2 separate regions of the Sus scrofa genome follow, and region 1 is linked to region 2. The links are chromatin contacts, called in public HiChIP or PLAC-seq maps. All regions are on one chromosome and are shown on one strand. The core of a region is the stretch at or near the end of the contact, and the rest is flanking DNA. Distances in the headings are between cores, read along the strand shown.

What was found. HiChIP or PLAC-seq counts read pairs in DNA pulled down with a chosen protein or histone mark.
Region 1: an H3K27ac HiChIP or PLAC-seq map of alveolar macrophages shows a contact between it and region 2. The contact joins the promoter of ACSL1 here to the promoter of PRIMPOL in region 2. A contact is called at or near these places in 1 of 5 promoter capture datasets (liver) and 1 of 2 datasets of contacts at active chromatin or transcription factors (alveolar macrophages).

Annotation. Positions count from the first base shown.
Region 1 is chr15:45,930,704-45,934,740 of Sscrofa11.1, forward strand. It overlaps ACSL1 (acyl-CoA synthetase long-chain family member 1), which reads right to left and starts at 2,409. Exons shown (of 21, transcript NM_001167629.2): 1 at 2,366-2,409.
Region 2 is chr15:45,762,495-45,766,051 of Sscrofa11.1, forward strand. It overlaps PRIMPOL (DNA-directed primase/polymerase protein), which reads left to right and starts at 1,767. Exons shown (of 15, transcript XM_021076332.1): 1 at 1,767-1,897; 2 at 2,769-2,828.

The DNA.
Region 1 (4,037 bases), core at 1,159-3,658, 170 kb after region 2:
GCTTGAAGAGGCCTTAGGATACCTACAGCTCTGAGCTGCCTTAAAGGAAGTTCTTCTGAATTTGCTAACACAGGAATCTCACCTATTGCATCATCCAAACAATACTGTTGGTAAAACATTATTAATTCTGTCAACATTGACAGAATTTGGTTATAACAGACAGTAATGGCAAAAGAATAATGGACATGTGGCTTAAGTGACAAATTTACACAATAAATCGGCAACTGACCTTAAAAAACTATTCCTCTAAGGTTTCTGAGTAGCAGATCTGGAAATGACTTCCTATAATCTAGCTCTTGCCAGAAAAGTGAAACTTGAAGAGAGGAGAACTTCCCAAACTATGATGACAAAACAAACGTCATCTTTCCTCAGCCTCTTCTTCAAACTTTCACAAAACAGCTACATCAAAAACAAAAAATGTGGCAAGACCTGGACATTTAAATAAGCACAACACTGTGGCACCTGGGGACACTTGCAGCCATTCCAAACCTCATCCAAAAGTAGCCATAGCTATGAAAACTCAACCTGTATGATATACCTGCCTCTACCTGAGTTTGTCCCAAGTCTCTATTTCTTAAATGTTCCCAATTAACTAATCACTATATTGCTGGCCACACCCAAGGCATGTGGAAATTCCCAGGCCAGGGACTGAACCTGCAGCTGCTGGCACACAGGAACTTTCTAAATGCCCCAAATTTAAAAGCCTAGGAGTTCCACTGTGGCTAGTGGTTACAACCCGACCAGTATCTGTGAGGATGTGAGTTTGATCCCTGGCCTCGCTCAGTGGGTTAAAGAACCAGCGTTGCCATGAGCTGCGGTGTAGGTTGCAGACACAGCTCAGTTCTGGTGTTGCTGTGGCTGTGTGTAGCTTGGCAGCTGTGGCTCTGATTCAACCCCTTGCTTGGGAACTTCCATGTGCCTTGGGTGAGGCCCTAAAAAGTCCCCCCCCCCAAAAAAGAACAAGACTCCCAAGCCTGGCTCCACACTGATGGGAAGCAAGGTTTCCTTTAAAAGTCCACCTTCTCAAGCCCACCCAACCAGACTGTCAACTCACACCTTAGGTTTTAAATCAACCTGACCTGCCACCTCCACCTGAAAATGCTCAATCAGCCAGAAGGCTTTGATTGGCTTTTTGTTTAAGTGTTTAAGTAAATAACTGTTTACAGTGAGATAATCATAGATGAAATTTGTGTCAGAAACTGGAATTTAAGCAGTTTCTCTTGGTCTAAAGGAAGGGGAGTTCTCTTATAGTGCTTCGGGTTAAGGATCTGGGGTTGTCCCTGCAGCTGCTCCGGTCGTTGCTGTGGCACGGGTTCCATCCCTGGCCCAGGAGTTTCCACATGCCCCAGGTGGGGCCAAAAAATAAAACAAATAAAATAAAAAATAAATTTAGAAAATAAAAGGAAGCATATTAACAGTTGGGGCACTTATTCCTGCACTAACAAGAAGCTTAGAAGTCTGAACTTTAAAAGGCAAGGGCACTTTTATAATGGTCTTAATTAAGCTCCATAACCTTGGAAGTAGGTTGGGTGAGGAAGGGGTGTGCTATTCTAACGTACACACTGATTGGCGAGAGCATCCGTCTCTAGGTTCTCGTCCACGTGTTCGTTCAAGCCACCTACCAGCACTCTCCGTCTAGGCTGCAAGGTGATAGATAGCATCATTTTTGCTTCCTATTTTCAAAAAATGCCAGACTCCTCAAATGACTCACTCCATCACAGCTCTGCGCAGCGGCACGGGCACTACTGTGGAGGCACCGCGAGAATTTCCACATGTGGCAACCCGCTTCCGATGCTGCCTTTGACCCTCCCGCAAGCGCCGCGCGCAGGAGCCACCATCGCGCGGAGGCTGGGTCACAGCCTGCACCGATGCGTCCACGCGCGATCGGAGCGCGCCTCAAACCCCGCCCAGGGGCAGGAGGGAGGTCGGACCGAGAGAGCACCGTCACCGCGCCGCGGGATCATCCCTCGCATCTGCAGCCCCGGGTCCCGCTTCTCGCCAGGCCGGTCCTCGCCGTCATAAAAATAAGGATCCAGTCCCGCGGCCCGCGTCACCCACACGCCGCGGTGCACCAGCCCGGCGCCGTCCGCAGGGAGCCGAGGGCCGATATCCCCGGCTCCGGCACAGGAAGCGGCGGCGGCTCGGGCGGCCCGGAGGCCTCAGTTGCAGCGGGAACCCAGGGGGCCGCAGGGCAGAGGCCGGAAAAGCGGCACGTCCCGGCTAGCCGAGGGCCGGCTCGCGCGCCTCTGCTGAGGCCGCCGCCTCCCAGGCTCCTGCCGGCGGAGCAGCATCAGCCTCGCGGCTCCGCTAAGACCTCGGGGCCACAGCGTGCACGGACACGGTTCCTCGCGGCAGGAGCACTCACCTCCTCCGCAGGCCAGGCGGTTCGCCGCCGGCTGTCACCGCAGCCCACTGCCTGCCCTGCACTGGCTCCGAATGCTATTTAAGGGCGCCGCCGTCGCCGCCGTGAGCTGGCTGTGCCCCAGCCCCTACCGCTGTGGAGACAGGCTGCTGCCGGTGCGCGTGCCGCGCCCGCCCTGCCCGGTTCTCAGGCCCCGCCCCATCACAGAACACGCCCCCACATCAGGTCCCGCCCACCCGCCGCGCGCCGGCCTTCCCGTCAGGTCGCGCGCGTGCCGGCCGGGCAGCAGGTGGGGGAGTTCCGGGAAGCGTTGGGGAAACGCCTCTGAAGTAGCCCTAACTGTCCCGGGATTTCATAACGAATCCGAGGGGGGCAAAGAGCAAATTGTGGCGGTTCAGCCCAGAAGTCTGCGGTGCAGTTGGAGGCCGGGAGACGCCCTTTCGTGTCTTCCTTCCGCAACCGCGTGCCCCGCTGATTTGGCGGGCGGGGGCTTTCTTTTCCTATTTTATTTGGCAACGATGTGCAGGACTCCTTTTAACCCGGTTTCACCACTGCTCCCACGTGGGGTTTTGCCACAGACCTGGCTGGGAAGGCCCCAGTCTGTACTTCTGCAGCTGCCTGGACATGAAGCAACCGAAGAGATCACCCCGGGTATAGCTGGGGCCGCGCACTGGTTCCACGTCACTAATGGCAGTGTTCACCTGCCAAGTTCTTGGGGCCTGTCTGCTGCTCAGCCCTGGCGGTGCGGTTTTGAGGGCTACTGTCTGCATCCATGCGATGCCCATTAGGGGCCTTTCAGAGGCCAGCTTTTTTCAGGCTCCTAGCCCAAATGTTATTGTTCCTCTTAGCCCCCTGAGGTCTGCTGGTACCTTAACCTCTAATAACCGAGGTCCTGGTTACAGTGGTACTTGTGTCCAGCACTGCATGGCCGGCTCTTATCTGGAACTGCTTTGAGTTTGAGGCATGAGAAGAATTATTTTTATAATGCCTCTAATAATGACAGCCTTTACTGAAACATTTCACAATTATCCTATTGAATCTTCATCATAACCTTATGAGATGGGTGCTGTCATTAGTCCCTTTTTACAGATGAGGACACAGAGGTACGGGGAGGTCGAAAGCTAGTGAGGGCAGAAGTACACTGGGCCTCAGGCAATCTGCCTCCAGAGCAGTCCGTAATAGGCGAATGTACTTGTACTGACTTTGGTGTGAGCTTGTGCTCACTCAGGCCTCATACTCAACCTTAACTATGTGACAATACTCAGGCTGACTGTATGACAGTAGCCTAAGGACTGTCACTGGGCTTCTCTCACAGTCCCAGAACATCTGAACAGTGGCCACAGTAATTGTTTCCTCCCACAGCGTTTTCAGCGCTGTGCTACAGTGATGGTGGGGGCACTCCGCATTCTGATGGCCTCTGTAACAGGTCACTTCTCCTTGAGCTCCTTCTCCATCTAGGTCTTTTTTTTTTTTTTTTTTTTGCTTTTTAAGGCCATATCTGCAGCACATGGAGGTTCCCAGGCTAGGGGTCTAATTGGAGCTGTAGCTGCCGGCCTATACCAGAGCCACAGCAACACAGGATCTGAGCCGAATCTCTGACCTACACCCCAGCTCACGGCAACACCAGATCCTTAACCCACTGATCAAGGCCAGGGATCGAACCTGCAACCTCATG
Region 2 (3,557 bases), core at 517-3,016:
GCAGAGGATCTGGAAGTATGGAGGCCAATGAGGAAGCTCCTGTAGCTGGGTGAGAGCTTAGGATGACTTAACTCAGAGATGAGAGAAGTGGATAAATCCAGCGGGTATTTAGGTGGTCCAGGAGACTTGGTAGTTAACTGAAGGAGCGGAAAAGGTAGTTTGAGAAGGTTGGTTCCTAGTTTCTTGGCTTAGGGGCCACTTACTGAGAACTGGGAAAGAGGTAGCTGCTTTGGGAAATAAGGCTAGAGAGCAAACTCATTTTAAACAAGAATGACAAAGGCACTCTTAATTCAACATGGGCTGAGGGGATTTCAAAGCAGTTCCTCAGGGATTTGAGCTATGGATACATAGCCACAGGCACGAGCTGGAAGGATTCATATAGGCTTTCAGGTCTGAACATGATCAGGAGTTTGATACTTGAAATTACCTCTTCAGAGCGCGGAGTCAAAAGTCAACCCGAGAAAATCTAGGCCTGAGACGAAGGCAAGAGAGACCAAACCCTCACCCAGTAATGGGAGGATCAGCCCCAAGGGCCAGAGCTTGACCAGCTCGCCTCCTGCCCTCAGGTCATCTTTTCTCCGAGCCCATCCTCTTCAACTTCTTTCCGATTCAAATTTCAGTCTCAGATCCCCGCTGCCTCCCGCAACCCGGGTCCGAGTTCCTACCACCCGGCCTCAGCGCCCCCGCCTGGCCTCCCGCACTTCTCCCCGGATTCAGCGACCGGGTCAAGCCTCCCGCTATCAAGCTTCGGCGTGCTGACCCAGTTCTACCGACTTCCTCTTTTTCCACCAGGCTTCTGGATCTTCGTTCATCCACCAATCCCCTGGGCTCGTTGACTCCGACTGGGTCTCCGCTCCCCAGCCTCCCGTTGCCGGTTCCACATCCCGGTGTGGTCTCCCGCCACCCGTGCGGCCCAGCCTATCTTCAGTCCAGCCTCCCATCCCCAAAGCTCGGCATTCGCAGCCGGGTCTCCGCTCCCCGGCCTGGGCTCCCATCTCCGGGCTGGGTCTCTGGATCTGCGGGATTCAGCTCGTCCCCGCCCCCGTCGTCGTGGCAAAACAAAGGACCTACCGCCCGAACCCTGCCCGTCTCCCTGGAGAAGCTGCAGGCTCGCGCAGGTCCCCGGGGCGGGCGTTAGGTTTGGAGGGGTGGAGGGATCCGGCCCAGGGCCACCGCACAGAGGAAAGAATCTTGGAAGGCATCACTCACCGTCCAGCACGCACACCACAGTCACCTTCTCTCTCCCCGCCAACTCTGCTTCCGCCGCCGCAAAACTTGGAGTTGAGCTCCGCAGCAGACCCCGCCTCCAATGGCTCCGCCCCTCCGCTCCGCAAGCTCCACTCAAAGCCGACACGTTAGTCAGGCCCCAGCTCGCCCCGCCTCCCACCCCCTCAACCCCCGAGAACCCGCTCCCCCGGAGAACATCGTCCCTTCGGAAAACAGCTCCCGGATTCCCGGCTCTCCGCGTTAGCCTTTCCCCGCCTCCAGGAATGCAGCTCCCTTAAAGTCCTTGCCAGGTCGGAGAATTTCGTCCTCTCACAGGCCCCGCCCCGCACGAGAGCACCGCCCTCTCAAGGCCACGCCCCACACGAGAATACCGCCCCTTCGCAGGCTCTTCCGGCGAGAGAACGTTGCTCGGCGGGGAACACTAACCCTTCACCGTCTGGCGAACTCCTGCCTTCTCAGCTGTCCGCGCCCGCCTTTCCCGGCCGCCGAGAACGCTGCTGACAAGTCCCCGCCCCGCCCAAGAACACCGTCCCGTCGCGCTCCCTGCTCCCCGCCTCGGTCCCGCCCCCGCTCCAGGTTTGAAGATTCGGTCCCGCCACAGTCCGCTGGTCGCAGGTTCCGCCAGCCGCTGAGGACCCGCGGGTTTCCGCCCCAGCGTAGGTTTCTGGAGGTAACGGAGGGGCCCTGAAGGCCGCACAGGACCCCAGAGGCAAAGAGAAGGGAGCCCCGGGCGGGCGCTCCTGGAGGAAGGGAAGCCGGCCGCAGCCTTAGGTCACCCCCATCCCTGTACCTAAATCAAGAGCTCTAATCGCCCTCCGTTTGAACCCCCAGCCTATTTGGGGTCACGAACTCTTTTCAGACCCGGTATCATTTTCGCACAAGGATATACCAATGCAATTGAGCAGGCTATTCTTCGCCAATTTCAAGGGGTTCATGACATCCTGACGAGTCCGGGCCCCGGTGAAGGACTAGTCCACTCCCCACACTTTGTTCATTTGGATATCAATCAGGGGCGATGTTTTGTGCACAAATACACTTCGTTCTGTGTACGGCTTGTGTTCGTGGAGTGCTCATCTGTGCTCTTACCTTTTCTTACTCTTTCAACAAGCCCTGGAGGTAGGAATTACAATTCCCACCTGGGCTTTAAAAGGCTAATTAGTTTGCTCTAATTCAGTTACACGAGTTAAAACTCACCTCCCAAGAATGAAACCTAGGCCTTTATCCCTCCCATATTGAGAGAGGACCGTGTTTGACCTTTTTCTGCTGCAGTAAAATAGGAAGAGTAGGACACATTCCCAATCTCAACAGTGATTAGCATGCAGTTATTCATAAGGAAGGCAGTACTGTACCATTTTTTTTAGCTAGTGCTGTTATGTAATAGTGAAGCCCAGACCCCTTTCTTACTAAAATGAAACTTCTGTTGCAGCAGCAGCAGCAGTTTTCTGTTGTTATGTAAATTACACTTAAGAGAAACTTTAATTATAGCAAAACAGTTGGCTGAAGGCAATGTCTTCTGACTTAGTCTGATGATTTCTTTTTAGCAGAGGTGTCAGAGGTGGCAGAACTTGAACTGAGCCTCGAAGGGGAAGACTTTGGCAAAGGTGAGTGGGGTGTTGCAGATGAGGGAGGGAAACCATACTTTAGGGCTCTTGGAGTGAGCCAGGTGCAGGCAATGGTCATTATTCATTTGGTGAGAAGGCTGAACAACAAGAAATCAAATAGGTAGCTGGTTTACGGCCAGATCCTGGAGATTTTGGACTTGCTGAGGTAAACTCTACTGTGCATTAATTATGTGATGCTCTGCATCATTAAGGCATGTCCTTGAGGAAATGTTAAGAAAATAGTCTTAAGCGTGTTTAATCTGGCCGAGTTAGGCTCTTTGGATGGGATATCTTGTGGGGATGGTAAAAAGGTGGAACTGGAAAACACAGTGTATCACTAGATGTTTTCTTCCCTTCGGGAGATTTTTGGGAAATATGGGTAGTTTCAAGCATAGGCAGAATGACTGAGGTAGGAAAAAAAAAGTCAGTGAGTATATTTAGTTTCTTAAGGTATTATTCATCTGGGAAGTAAATTGTTATTACTGTAAATGAAATTTAATCACATACTTTATTACAAATACTTTAGCAGTGGAAGAAATAGTATAAATGTATTACAGGCAGCCAGGTGTTATAAAGGGAATTATATTAAGAAAACATTGCCAAATACCAGAACATTACCAAATATTAAAACTGGAACATGTATGCTAGAAAACAAAAAACTGTTGAATCTATCCTCAGGGCAGAAGGAGAAGTCGGAGTTGGGAAGTAGGAATTGACTTGTGATTAGAC